Linked DNA regions of Mus musculus: region 2 is linked to region 1. A link is a contact called in public HiChIP or PLAC-seq data. All regions are on one chromosome and are shown on one strand. The core of a region is the stretch at or near the end of the contact, and the rest is flanking DNA. Distances in the headings are between cores, read along the strand shown. Region 1 holds the start of Trabd2b (TraB domain containing 2B). Region 2 overlaps Trabd2b (TraB domain containing 2B).

Region 1 (5,774 bases), core at 2,874-5,373:
TAAAAGAAAAGTGATCCGGATATGCCCTGAGGCAGAGCAGTCTAGAGTCTGCAGCCACTGCCTCCTCTTGAGCAGGGAGCCCTTTCTCACCCTGCCTAAATGCCCCAAACTGGCAATGGCCCTAAAGAAAGAACTTTAGTGTTCGGTAGAGAAGCCCTTAAGGGTTAGTCACTTCACCAGCATAAACAAGCTGTAGGTCACTTCAGTTCATTGTCATGTCCAGAAAAGATGTCCAAGTGCCCTAGTCTCTAGGATTTAGGACTTAGCACAACACAGCGCTTATCTCACACGACCAAATGGGAGGGGGGAAATGCCTTAAACTCCACACTGAAACTGAGGTGGAGAGATAGCTCAATGGCTAAGAGAGCACGATGCTCTTCTCTTGCAGAGGAGTTGAGTTCACATCAGCTCTAGCACCCATGCCACCGGAAACTCCAGCTCCCAGGGAACACAACACCGTCTCGTGGCCTTCATGGGAACCTACATACATGTGGCAGACACACAGATACTCAATCATAAATAGAAAGAAACTCTTTAAAAACACATTGAAACCCATAGTCTTGCTTATATTTTTGGGTAGCAGCTTCAGAAAACACAATTCACATACTATGCACCTATTTAAATTGTTTTTTTTTCTTTTAGTTTGTTCACAGTTAGGTAACCATCACTTTTTGATTTTTTTTTACTACTCACCCCCAAACCCCAACATTTCTTTGGTATGGTCCCTTCATCTCCTTATCTAGCCTTGTTCTGAGTGATCACTACCCTGCTTTTTGCCTCTGTACATATGCTCACTGCAGTGCTTTTTGAAGTCAAATAATATTTTATCTTGAATATGACTCTTTTAAAAAAATGTATGTCCTCCAAGTGTATAGTCTGATGTGTTGACACACCATGGTTGGCTTCCCACTCACTCACTCTCTAGCTGATGGACAGTTAGTTGGGTTGTTTCTACACTCTGGCTATTGTGAAGAACACATGAATGCATAGAGATTTGTGTTGATGTATGCTTTCATTTCCCTTGGATTGACACATTTATTTGCTCTCAGGTCTCATTAACAGTGTCAGTGCCTAAGGCAGTATCACACACATCGAGTCACTGAAAAACAGTGAAGCCAGGAAGAGGTCTGGAGAAAAACAGACTCCAAGAGGCTGTGGTCTACGCTTGCTGACTGCCCTACATGACATAGTAAAGGAGGAAGTTACAGCAGTTACCTCTGACAATTAGCCGCCAAAACCTTTATCATTTTAGGGGAAAAGACACGATCTGAGAGAACTTTTATTTGAAATACAGGGGGAAGGTATGAAAAACTACTAACTCATAGTCACACATACCATCACTTTAAGTTTGATCTGGTCGGTTTTGTACTCCCTATCTGCCATCTTCTAATTCCCCAGTGAAGACCATGTTCCTATCTCTCTGTGGAAGCAGACTCTCACTCTAACCAACTCACTGCTCTTTCGAAGCAGATGGGTGGCTTTAGGGGGAAAGGGGCTGAGTCAGGGCAGTATCTCTCAAGAACCTCTCTTTGTTATGACTGCAGATCTCAGAACTCTGTGTGTGAGAGACAGAGCTACTACATTATGCCCTGGTGTCCTGTTTTCTGGGCACTCTGGTTTGCTTAGCATCTGTCACCAAGCAGGTATGTGGGATAAGAGGCTGAGCAGAACAAGTTGCTCCTGATATCTAGCAGTTTGAACTGTAGGCAATTGCAAAGAAAAAAGTGGAAATTTCACAGCCACCTCTGGTGCTTACATCCTTCACTTTTAGTCCAGTTCTTAGTTGCTCGCATTCTAGGCTCGGAGAGGCAAGTCATTCTGCTTCACTCACACTTTGAGCCTTCCTTTCTCTAGTGGTTCCATGTGCAACCGAGGCAGGAGTGGAGAGAGGGGAGGAGGGCCCTTAGCTGGGAGCCAAAAGGCCTAGGATCAGGCCTTGGCTTCCACTGGCCACTCTGCCTCTACTTTGTTCCCTCAATCATGAGCCCTGTAAGTAAAGATATAACCTAGCCACTTGCAAATTTGAATCTTGGAGTATCTTCCCATGACTGTATACATACAAAGGCATGCTCTCAGGCCTGGCATGATGACACAGGTTCTGGCCATCTGCTTTCTGTAGGCAGTCCCTTGAAGGCCCTTTTATCCCACTTTTATACCTTGGCAGCAGGTGATCCATCTGCTTCACTCCCTCCTCCTCCTCCTCCTCCTCCTCCTCCTCCTCCTCCTCCTCCTCCTCCTTCTTCTTCTTCTTCTTCTTCTTCTTCTTCTTCTTCTTCTTCTTTTTTCAAGACAGGGTTTCACTGTATAGCCCTGGCTGTCCTGGAACTCACTTTGTAGACCAGGCTGCCCTCTGCCTCCTGAGTGCTGCTGGGATTAAAGGCATGCGCCACCACACCCGGCCACTTCACTCCCTTCTATTAGCTACTGCTGATTTAAAGATCTTAAAGATCATCTCCTAGGGCTTTGCCCTGACTCCAGGGCACCTCTGATATACCTCAAAGTGCCTACCCATAGCCTGTCCTGCTGACTGCTTATGCTCACTAGGCCTCGCAGATCTGCTCTGAGAAACTCACCCATATCCCCAAATTTGTCTCAGCCTGACTTCCACCTCTTAGCCTGAGGTCCATTGAGCCTGCCTCAGGAACCCTTCCTCTGCCTGCCTTTTCTTGGTCTTCTGCTATGATTGTATTTTAATTGTCTACTTGCATATCTCATCATGTCTGTCAGCTATAGACTTCTGATAATATCACACAATTTATCTTTAACCTCCAATATCAGGATAGAGTCTTAGCAAATCTTGTTTAACAACAGCGGTGTGTGTGTGTGTGTGTGTGTGTGTGTGTGTGTACACCCAGAGAAACAGACAGGAGAATGACTGACTGAATGGAGCTTCCAAGGAATTCTAATTGTTTTATGTTCTTTAGACATGTTTTAATTTAATGTAGTGGGTCTTTGCAGAGTGCCTAGGAACACATGTGGTGGTGTTAGGCACAGCAGCATGACAAAACGTTGTAAGCAAATACCACGTTTTCTGGATCTCCAGTGACCATCTCATTCTCCGATATACCTCGAAGTGCCTACACAAATCCTGTCCTGTTAACTGCTTACTCTCGCCAGGCCTCGCAGATGTGCTCTGAGAAACTGGCCCATGTTCCCAAATTTGTCTCAGCCTGACCATTGGACTTCCACCTTAACCCAAGGTCCACTGAGCCAGACGCCCTCTGGCGGTAGCGCTCAGGAGCTACATCCCGGCGCAGAGCTGGAGAGAGGAGAGGAAAGGAGAGGGAGGAGGGAGGAGGCGCAGGCAGGGGAGGAGAGGAAAAAGTTGCGCTGGGAAGTTTGGAAAGTTGGGAAGTGGCTGCTGCGGGCTTCGCCTCCCTCCGCGCGCGTGCGAGGGAACGAGCGAGAGAGCGAGCGCGGAGCCAGCGAGCGCCTGCCATGCCCGGCAGACCCCGCCTCGCCGCGCCCGGGCGCCGAGCTCGCTCCGACTCCCTGCGGCCCGGCCCGGCCCGGCCCGCCGCGGCCCCGGCCCCCCGCCTCCCGCGCCGGGTCCTCCCCTCCCCCGCCCGGCGGCCCCAGCCCCCCGCCCGGCCCGGCTCCGCGCCGCTCTCCCGCCCTCCTCTCTCCCTCCCTCCCGGCCGCGGAGCAGCATGGCGGAGCCCGGGCAGCGGCCGCGCGGCCGCCCGCCGCCCCTCTGAGCCGGGCTCGGGGGCAGCCCGGCACCTCAGAGCAGACCCCCGCCCCGCCGCGCCCTCTGCCGCACTTGTCCCACTGCGCGCCCCCTGGAGCGCCGCGCACCCCTGGGACCCTTGCGCGCCCCGGGTGCCCAGCATAACCCGAGTTCCCCCGCTCACCCTGGAATCTCAGGACTGCCCCAGGAGCCCCGCGTACCCCTGGACCCTGACGCGGCTCCGGGACCCCCACGCGCTCTAGGACCCCTGCGCGCTCTCAGAATTCCGGGGCTCGGCCAACCCGGCTGCGCGCCCTGGTGAGGGGCCCCGCCCCAGAGGATCCCCCTCTTCCAACAGACCGGAGCCCCGCCCCAGAGAGACCCCCAGGTCCGACAGGGACATCCAGCCACGCCCCAGCGGGCTCCCAGCATCTCGCGCCTGGAGCCCTGTGCTCCAGAAGATCCTCGGTGCCCAGCTGGGGGCTCCCCGCCCTGCTGAGGGGGCGCTGCCCAAGAGGGACCCCCGCGTCCCGCGGGCCCCGGCAGGATGCACGCCGCCCTGGCGGGGCCGCTGCTAGCCGCCCTCCTTGCCACCGCCCGCGCCCGTCCGCAACCCCCCGACGGAGGACAGTGCCGGCCGCCTGGATCGGTGAGCGAGCACCAGCCCTGCCACTCTCCCGCCTGCCTGGACACTCCAGCCTGAGGGGCCAGGGTTTGGGACCAGCCTTCTCCATTCAGCCCACTCGCTCCACCTCCGCCCTCTGGGCACAGCCTGGGCTCCCTTCCCTAGCATCTGTCCTCCCGGACTCCAAGTCTGAGCCCAGCCCAGATGGTTCCTTCTCCACTCGCGGACAGTTTCCCCTAGACTTTTGGTCTTGGTTGGATGGATCCCCTCTCTGTGTCCGCTTCTAACTCTCCTGTCTTTTATCCTACCTTTACCCTTTGGTTGCCTTCTTCTGACTTCATCTTCCCAACACCTAGTACCCTTTTCTACACCCTGACTTCCAACCCTTTTGCTGTTTCATTCACACAGTGCCCCAGGCCAGGCATCCCTCCCTCTCCTTGACCCTTTTTCTGACCTAAGGCTGGATCCTCCAACCCTGGTGCTCATTCTCACTCCTCTCCCTCTGTACCCCAGACCCTACCCAGTACCGATTGTCCCAAATGCCCCTGTTTCCTGAAAAGGGTAAGATATCATAGGAGAGAAACGGAAATGACAGGATGAACTTGCTTGTCTAATATTTTCCTAAGGGCACCAAGTAATTATTGCTTCTCCCAACTTTCCTCTCCAAACCCGGCATCTCTTGATATTTTTTCCTGCAATGCCCTTATCTTCAAATATAGATTAATGCGTTGGCAATCATCCTGAACTAGATGCCAGGAGACGAGAATACTGTTGCAGGATCTTCCTGTGCTACCCTATTAGCAGGGCATAGGTTGGCCTTGGGCAAGGTGCACAGCTAGCAGTCTGCCTTGTGCAAGAAACCAGCTGGATAGCTGGTAGGCACTGTCTATTGTGCATTCACATTTGTAAGGTTTGTTGGTAAACTATGGTTCTGTGTCCACCACCCACAATAAATACTTTTCATTTGTGCCAGAATCAGGGAGGAATATGTTATGAGTTGACCTAAAGTTTGTTAAGTGGTCAGTGGTCACTCCAGGGACTTTTCTAGATGGAAACTGACTTTGCTTGGGAGATAGTCCCCTACTCCTGTTTCTTTCCAAATCCTAATTGATACTGGAAAAAACAACCATAGTGTGTGCCTAGGTCACAGACAAAGACAGACTTGGAAATGGAGAGCTAGGCTCACCTTTTTGGTGGGGGGAGTTTAGAAAGCACCCAGAATATGTATGCTTCCTGGGGTTAATTCTATGAAATCCTCTCCTCCCACACCAGCAACTGAGACTTGCTTTGGCTTTGCAAGATTTTAAAACCCTTTCTCACCTATGGTCTCAGTGAGTGGAGCAAAGTAGCTAACACCCGTGACCTGCCCTCCAAGAAGAAAGCCTTACCCACCCGATGAACGGGAAGGAGCTGCTGAAATAGGTGTGCTATTTTTAATAGGTGTTCTGCTTTCAGAGTACTCTTGGCATGTGTCTTCTA
Region 2 (6,150 bases), core at 3,042-5,541, 160 kb after region 1:
TAAATGGTAAGTATCTGATATACAAGGTATCTGATATGTGAGCCCTGGGCGTGGGAGGAGACCATTTACCTCATAAATAGTCATGACCCACAGGTTGAAAACCACTGCTCTAAATCCTAAGAGAGTCAAAGACAGTGAATGTGAATGCTAGCCTGCATTGACCCCAATGAGTCAAGCTAAGATGTGAATCCCTACACTTAGGACTAGATACGACTAGATAACCATGCATAGTTCTAGACATCCACTATGAAATGAAAGAAATGAAAGCCAGGACAAAGCTAAGGAGAGGCACAGCCCTCCCTGATCTTCCTCATCCCCACCCCCACCCCACCTCCCTTCCTAGCATTGCTGAATATTTGCTGCTTCAACTGGCATTCCTCTTTGATCCATGGAAGAGAATTGAAAGCCTATGGAGAGAAATCGCCAGCAATATCAGAGGCATCTGCCCATTCTTAAGGTTCGGAGCAGCCAACAGGGCAGCCACTGAGACCCCAGCAGCCTGCTGGATGCTAAGGGCACTGGCCCTGTTGGAGACTGGCCTGGAGCAGCTGCTTTCTCCACAGGCTCAGGATCCCTTCTTTGACTCTGCCTGGCTCCCTGCTTCCTTTTGCAAGCTCCCCAGAGTCCTAGATGGTCACTGGCCTCCTGTGCCTGCCCTGAAGTCCTGCAAGCCCTCCTTCCCTCTGCCTTGCCCCCCATGCAGCAGCTCAAAGGCCCCTTGTGCCTGCTGAGGCCACACGGCCTGCACACAGAGCTAGTCTCTTACCTCATAAACGGCTAATTTGTTACATATTTTCTGACGCTGTAAATGGGAGAACAAAGACCTCTTCTCTCTCATATTTTTGTTCAATTATGTTTGTGGGGGAACCTGATCCCCTTCAAAGTGGGGGCTGGGGCTGCTGGTCTGGAAGCCTCCTAGGCTAGCTGACATGATCCTGAGCCAACAGCCCACAAGGGTGACTGAGGCCTGCCGGGCCTGGGTGCCAAGAACATGGTGAGGAAAGCGGTATTAGGAAAGACTGGGAGAGAAGCTGCCAGGCTCAGAAGCAGCCCAGAAGAAGGTGGACTTCTTCAGGGCATGGGACCTCCTTGGAGGAAGAACCTCTTTCTCAGCCATCCACTGCTGTGCTGGCAGGGCCATAAAAGGCAGGCTTCTTGTCACTGAGCTGACAGTCATGTGGCAGGGGCCACAGGTGGGGAGGGGTGTGCCCTTGGGAAAGAAGTCCCACACTGAGAACCCTGACCCATTCCTGAGTCCCTCTGGTTCTGAGCCCCTCAACCACAGTGAGGCTCCACCTCTGGGTTCTCAGCACACACCCATTCCCTTCTACAGTACACTTACTGGTTTTGAGCCAGGGCTGAGGGCTGTGCCTAACACAGGTGGGTGCCCTCAGGGTGTCACAGCTGTGTCCTAAGTACCAGGGATGTAAGAATGAGTAAGGGGAATTTGGTTCTCTACTCTTGTCATAGTTGCAAAACAAGGTGGTAGGACCAGGTTAGCACATGATAAAAATCCTCAGATATTCTTCATTCATCTGCCATGTGCTGTATGACCTTAGGCAAGTCAGTTTCCTTCTGTGTTTCCTGTACCCCCACCCCGGTAAAAAAAAAAGGAGTAATGATGAAAACTATCTCATGATTGTTAGCACATGTATATACGAAAACTGGTATAGAAATTTGTGCCTGGTACAGAACAATTGTTGGTAGTTGATAACACTACAGCAAGACCTCATGTGTGGGTGAAGACTTTATCAGTGCTCAAAAGAAAGAGGAAAGGAAGTAAGAGGGCTTGAAAGGAGACCCCTGAGCTGATCTACAAAGCCAGGGAAGGAATCTCTTTTCAAGAGATGGTACTTAAATTGTAGCTGGAATGTTAAAAGTTTCTATGGCAAAACAGAGGCATGATGGGAAAGGTGTATGCAGACCATCATGTGCAAAGACCCTAAAGTGTGACGGAAGTAGCACACTGAGAAACAAAGCTGTAAACAAGTTAGTTAAAAATGCAGGCAGGGCTCAGGAGACTGGGGCAAGGGAAACCAAGGGACAGAAGCAGGGCCTTAAGGATCATGGAGAGATGGCATGGAAGCAGTTTGTCATTGTTTCTAGAGCAGCGGTGTGCTCCCATTTGTGGTGTTCACGGTTCACAGCATCCACCGATGGCCCATCAGCTAGGGGTGCTCAGAGTACCAGATGCAGCCTGAGGTTGTGATGTACAGTGTTGCCATGGAGAAACAATAGAAACGAGTGCACAGATGAGCCTGAGGACACACACACAGAGGCAGGTCACAGGTTCCGGCCAGCTCTTCCAAGACCAGATGATGGAGAGAGGTAGAGAGGCCACTTGGTATTGGTTTGAGCAGGACTAAGTCAGCAGGACAAAGTCAATCAGTCTATGTCTTCAGGACTCCTGAACAAGGGAGCTCAGGTCATAAGCCATATGGTTGACCACGAATCTCTCTGTGGCTAGAATAGTGTGATTTCTATCTTGTCTCTTGATCTCTGCCTTTCCCTTGCACATATGCAAGGATGAGAAATAAGATCTCTGAATGATATCTAATCCCAGGGCAGACCAACACTTTGGCATGTGTCTGACCCTTCTGGTCACAAGAACCCAGAAAAGGGAATCACAGACTGGAGCTAGGGTCTAGGAGACTGCAGAAGGAAGGTATAGGTTGGGAATAGGCTGAGACCAACAAGTCCAGAGCCCCAGAGAAAGATTAAGGCAGGGTCATAAAAAGCCAGCATAGACCTGAGGCTAGAAGAAGATTCTGGCCAGGAGCTAAAAGGCTAGGGATAGGGGATAGACATCCTGCCCACCTGTGATGAAGCCTGAAAGCACTTGAGCCCTTAAAATCTGCCCTTTATGTGGGACGTTCCATCCTCCTCATTGCACATTTAGTCCACCCTCCTAGTGAGATCCCTGCAGCAAGGAGGCTGATGCGCTCTTATCTGATCCATTCAGAGCTTTGCTCATCCTGAGTGAGTTTATAGTTTCTGTGTTCTGGCCTCAAGTCTGAGGCTTGGGATTCCATCTGGCATTCTTCCATCTTATGGTCTATCTGTAGTAGAGGGTAGGAGGGGATAGGGGGCCACGGAGACTTGGTAAGAGCAAGCCAAGCAGACAGTTGCCCCACCCCTGAATTTATCTGCATCCTCTGGCTGGCTGTATGGCCTTAGCTTTGGGTATCTTCTTGTCTACTCTGGACCTCCGTGGCCTCTGCATTGTGAAGAGGCCAGCCGAGGGTCCTCTATCACCTATTTCTAGTGTCCAACACTCCCATCTGTTGCTAGGTGCTATGTTCTGTGCTTTCAAACAGACTAAAACCAGAGGTTGGAACTGCTTTGCTGTTTCCTGAGGTTCTGTGCAGCTTCTTTCTCCTTTGATGTTTTCTGGGAAGGCTGTATCCTCCATGACTGGCAGCACGAAGGGTCTCATGCAGCATCACAGAGCCTTCTGTCTTCCCTTCCACTGTGAGCTGCCCTTCTCCTGTCTGGCTGCTGCCCGGGGTGGGTTTTAAAGTAAAGGGGGTGGGAGATGAGAGCTCATCCACAGACTGTGGGATCAGTGCTGGGCCATGAGGGAGCCTCGAAGCCCCAGGAGAGAGCATGGTTCTTGCCTGCTTTCAATCTCCCTCCACATTTCCAAGGCCTGGGCAATGGCAGGAGTTCCTAGCCTTTCTCGGCCCCAGAGCTGAAACTGCCTGCTGCTCACCAGGGTGACCTCTAAGCTGTCTTGCAGGCACTCCAAAAGTGGGCTTCTAAATCCAAAACCTGGCTGATCCTTCTTGTTCCATCAATTCAGTTACCTTTACTTTCTACCAGAAAAGCCAGAGGTCTGGATCCTGCCCCTCCCCACCCCGACCCTCCAGCACCAGGTTCACCCTGTGTTCTCCTCCACCAGCCTTGAGGCTGCTCTCCAGCCCAGGGCAGCTATTGACATGGCTGTGGAGCTGTGGGGTCCACCCAGTCTCCTTTCCCGTCCTGTGTCAGCCCTAAGAGGAACCACAAAGCACCTCCCATGTTCATCAGCATCACCTGCAACTTCCTTCCTTTTCCCTGCCGTATGGCAAACACATGCTTTCATAGTGTGCTTGCTACCGTCGCTATCTTTGAGAGTCTCTGGTTTTGGTCTCTGTACCTTTGCAGGACTCTAATGGCATAACGTCCACTCCTTGACACTGGCCTTAACAAGTGTTGCTTGATCGCTCCAAGTCCTCCCCTTATGCCACCCCACACCTGGAAATGATTTGGTCTGTCAATCAAGCAACCAGCACAGCCTACCCAGGAACCCTGTCCACGTTTGCTTGCACTCTGGCCCCTCCTCTGTACTCCTGCAGCATAGCCTTTGGAGACCACCCCAGCTAATACGAAGCAAGTGTTCTGTGTGTGTCCCTGTCCTAAGGAAGGAATAAGTACTTGATAAGGTTATTAAAATGCTCACCTCAAACAGGCAGGATTAATGTTACTTACACACACACACACCTGACAGATAGGTAAGCTGAGGCCCAGAGAGCAGCAAGGCCTGTCCCCCACACAGAAAGATCCAGAGCAAGGTTTCCATGGTCTATAAGCACGGCCAGGTCTGAAGCCCATCAGAGCCCTTTCTTTGTATCAGAAGCACTTGGCAATGGTGGCTAAGCAGGCAAGCAGGGAGGCTGTTACCATTTCTGTCTGTTCTATGTGATCACAGCCAGGTCCTCCCACACTGAGCCCCCTAACAGGTGTCCACTCCAGTGCAGCCCTCCCCAGCTATTGCTCAAGGCCAAGGAGAGCAGAGGTCTCCCTCCACACAGCTGGTGAACCTGGGAGGCCATTCCCCCCTCCTCTGTAAATGGATAATTGCTGTGTGGTCAGACCAGAGGAATTAGAGGAGCCCTCTAGGAATTCCATACTGATTTTGCAAATGAATGTGGAGTCTTGCCTTTTGATGTCCAGGCAGCTGTGTCAGCAGGGCAGGTCTGAGGCTGAAGCAGATCCATGTAGCAGGCTTGGAGTCTGTGGATGCAGCTGCTTAAGAACAAGAATGGAGATGGTGGGGATGGTGGCTTCCCAACCCATCACCTCCCAGGGAAGCTGGGTTCTCCCTGTATCACTCACTCATGACTTGTCTCCATCCGTGGCCGCTCTGCAGGGAAGATGGGCAAGCCCTCTCCTGAGGCCCACCCTTCTGCTTCTATTCTGCCATATCTCAAAAGACTGCACGCCCATAGTTTCTAGCCTGGACACACACACTTCCCTCTCCACCCCATGCTCCTTCTCAGCTCGGCTGTGTCAGGAAGCCCCTATGGGCTCTGGTTCCCATCCCTCACTAGCTTGTCACAAGGCAGCCAACTGGCTCTCTTCAGCTCCATTCCTTGAACTTGCGCCCAGCTTTGTAATTGGGAGAGGCTTGTCTAGATGCTTTCCTGGGACTTTATAGAGCATCTTCTTTTCTTTTCCTCGTGTGCAGTGTACTGGGTTTAGAGGCTCAGAGGTCATGGCCTCTGGGAACAGGTGGACAACAGGATGAGCATCATGGAGAATGCAGTGGGTTCAGGGAGAAGAGCCACAGTGCTCCTCGGGGATCCAGCTCAGAGAACATGGGTGAGACTGTTGCCTCCTTTCTTGAGCCTTAGGCTCTCTGTATATGAAATGAGGCCAGTAATACCATTCACCCATCAAAAGGACACAGCATGCCAGGAACCATGGTCTGTTGATTCATGAAAGGGTTGCTATCATAGCCAAGGATATCAAGTCCTGGAATAGGACCCCAGAGCCAAGAGCTACCGCCACACCTCACTTCCTCTGCTAGTCTGGTCTGCAGCACCAGATCCTGGGTGCCAAGTTTCTCTTAACCTGCCTTGCTGAAAACAAAGGAGATGTCCTTCCCTCCACAAGACAGAGTCCCCACAGACTCCTTCCTAGAGTTCATTGCTTACCAGCCTCCCTGCCCAGCAAGCACCACTCTGCTCACATGGGTGATTCAGCTTGAAGGACAGGTGAAGAACCCCAGAGTTCTATGGTGGGCTATAGGGGGAACAGCTTGGGCCTCAGAGAACAGAAGGGAACCGAGCACAGTCATCCCCCACTGCAGGGCAGAGGAGAGTCTGCTGCTACCACAGGATCCACCCTGTAGAGTTCACAGAACAGAGACATTTGTGTGTGAAATTG

The links. HiChIP or PLAC-seq counts read pairs in DNA pulled down with a chosen protein or histone mark.
Region 2: a contact with region 1 is called in an H3K4me3 HiChIP or PLAC-seq map of craniofacial prominence, with 5 times the contacts expected there. The contact joins the enhancer-like site here to the promoter of Trabd2b in region 1. A contact is called at or near these places in 2 of 39 promoter capture datasets (the C10 cell line and hippocampal neurons), 1 of 15 datasets of contacts at CTCF or cohesin (the NIH/3T3 cell line), 2 of 484 Hi-C or Micro-C datasets (both in nephron progenitors) and 6 of 115 datasets of contacts at active chromatin or transcription factors (craniofacial prominence, embryonic limb bud, embryonic stem cells and 2 more).

The regions. Positions count from the first base shown.
Region 1 is chr4:114,402,601-114,408,374 of GRCm38.p6, forward strand. It overlaps Trabd2b (TraB domain containing 2B), which reads left to right and starts at 4,124. Exons shown (of 7, transcript NM_001085549.1): 1 at 4,124-4,319. The coding sequence starts at 4,218.
Region 2 is chr4:114,563,525-114,569,674 of GRCm38.p6, forward strand. The region is part of intron 2 of Trabd2b (TraB domain containing 2B); the gene reads left to right. Among named protein-coding and RNA genes, the nearest start is that of Gm12829, 110 kb to the right of the region's middle. Within about 2 kb of position 4,292, at least 12 of the 459 cell types and tissues checked have an H3K27ac peak or open chromatin away from gene starts, as enhancers often do. A contact at or near this core is called in craniofacial prominence and embryonic limb bud, where this site is marked.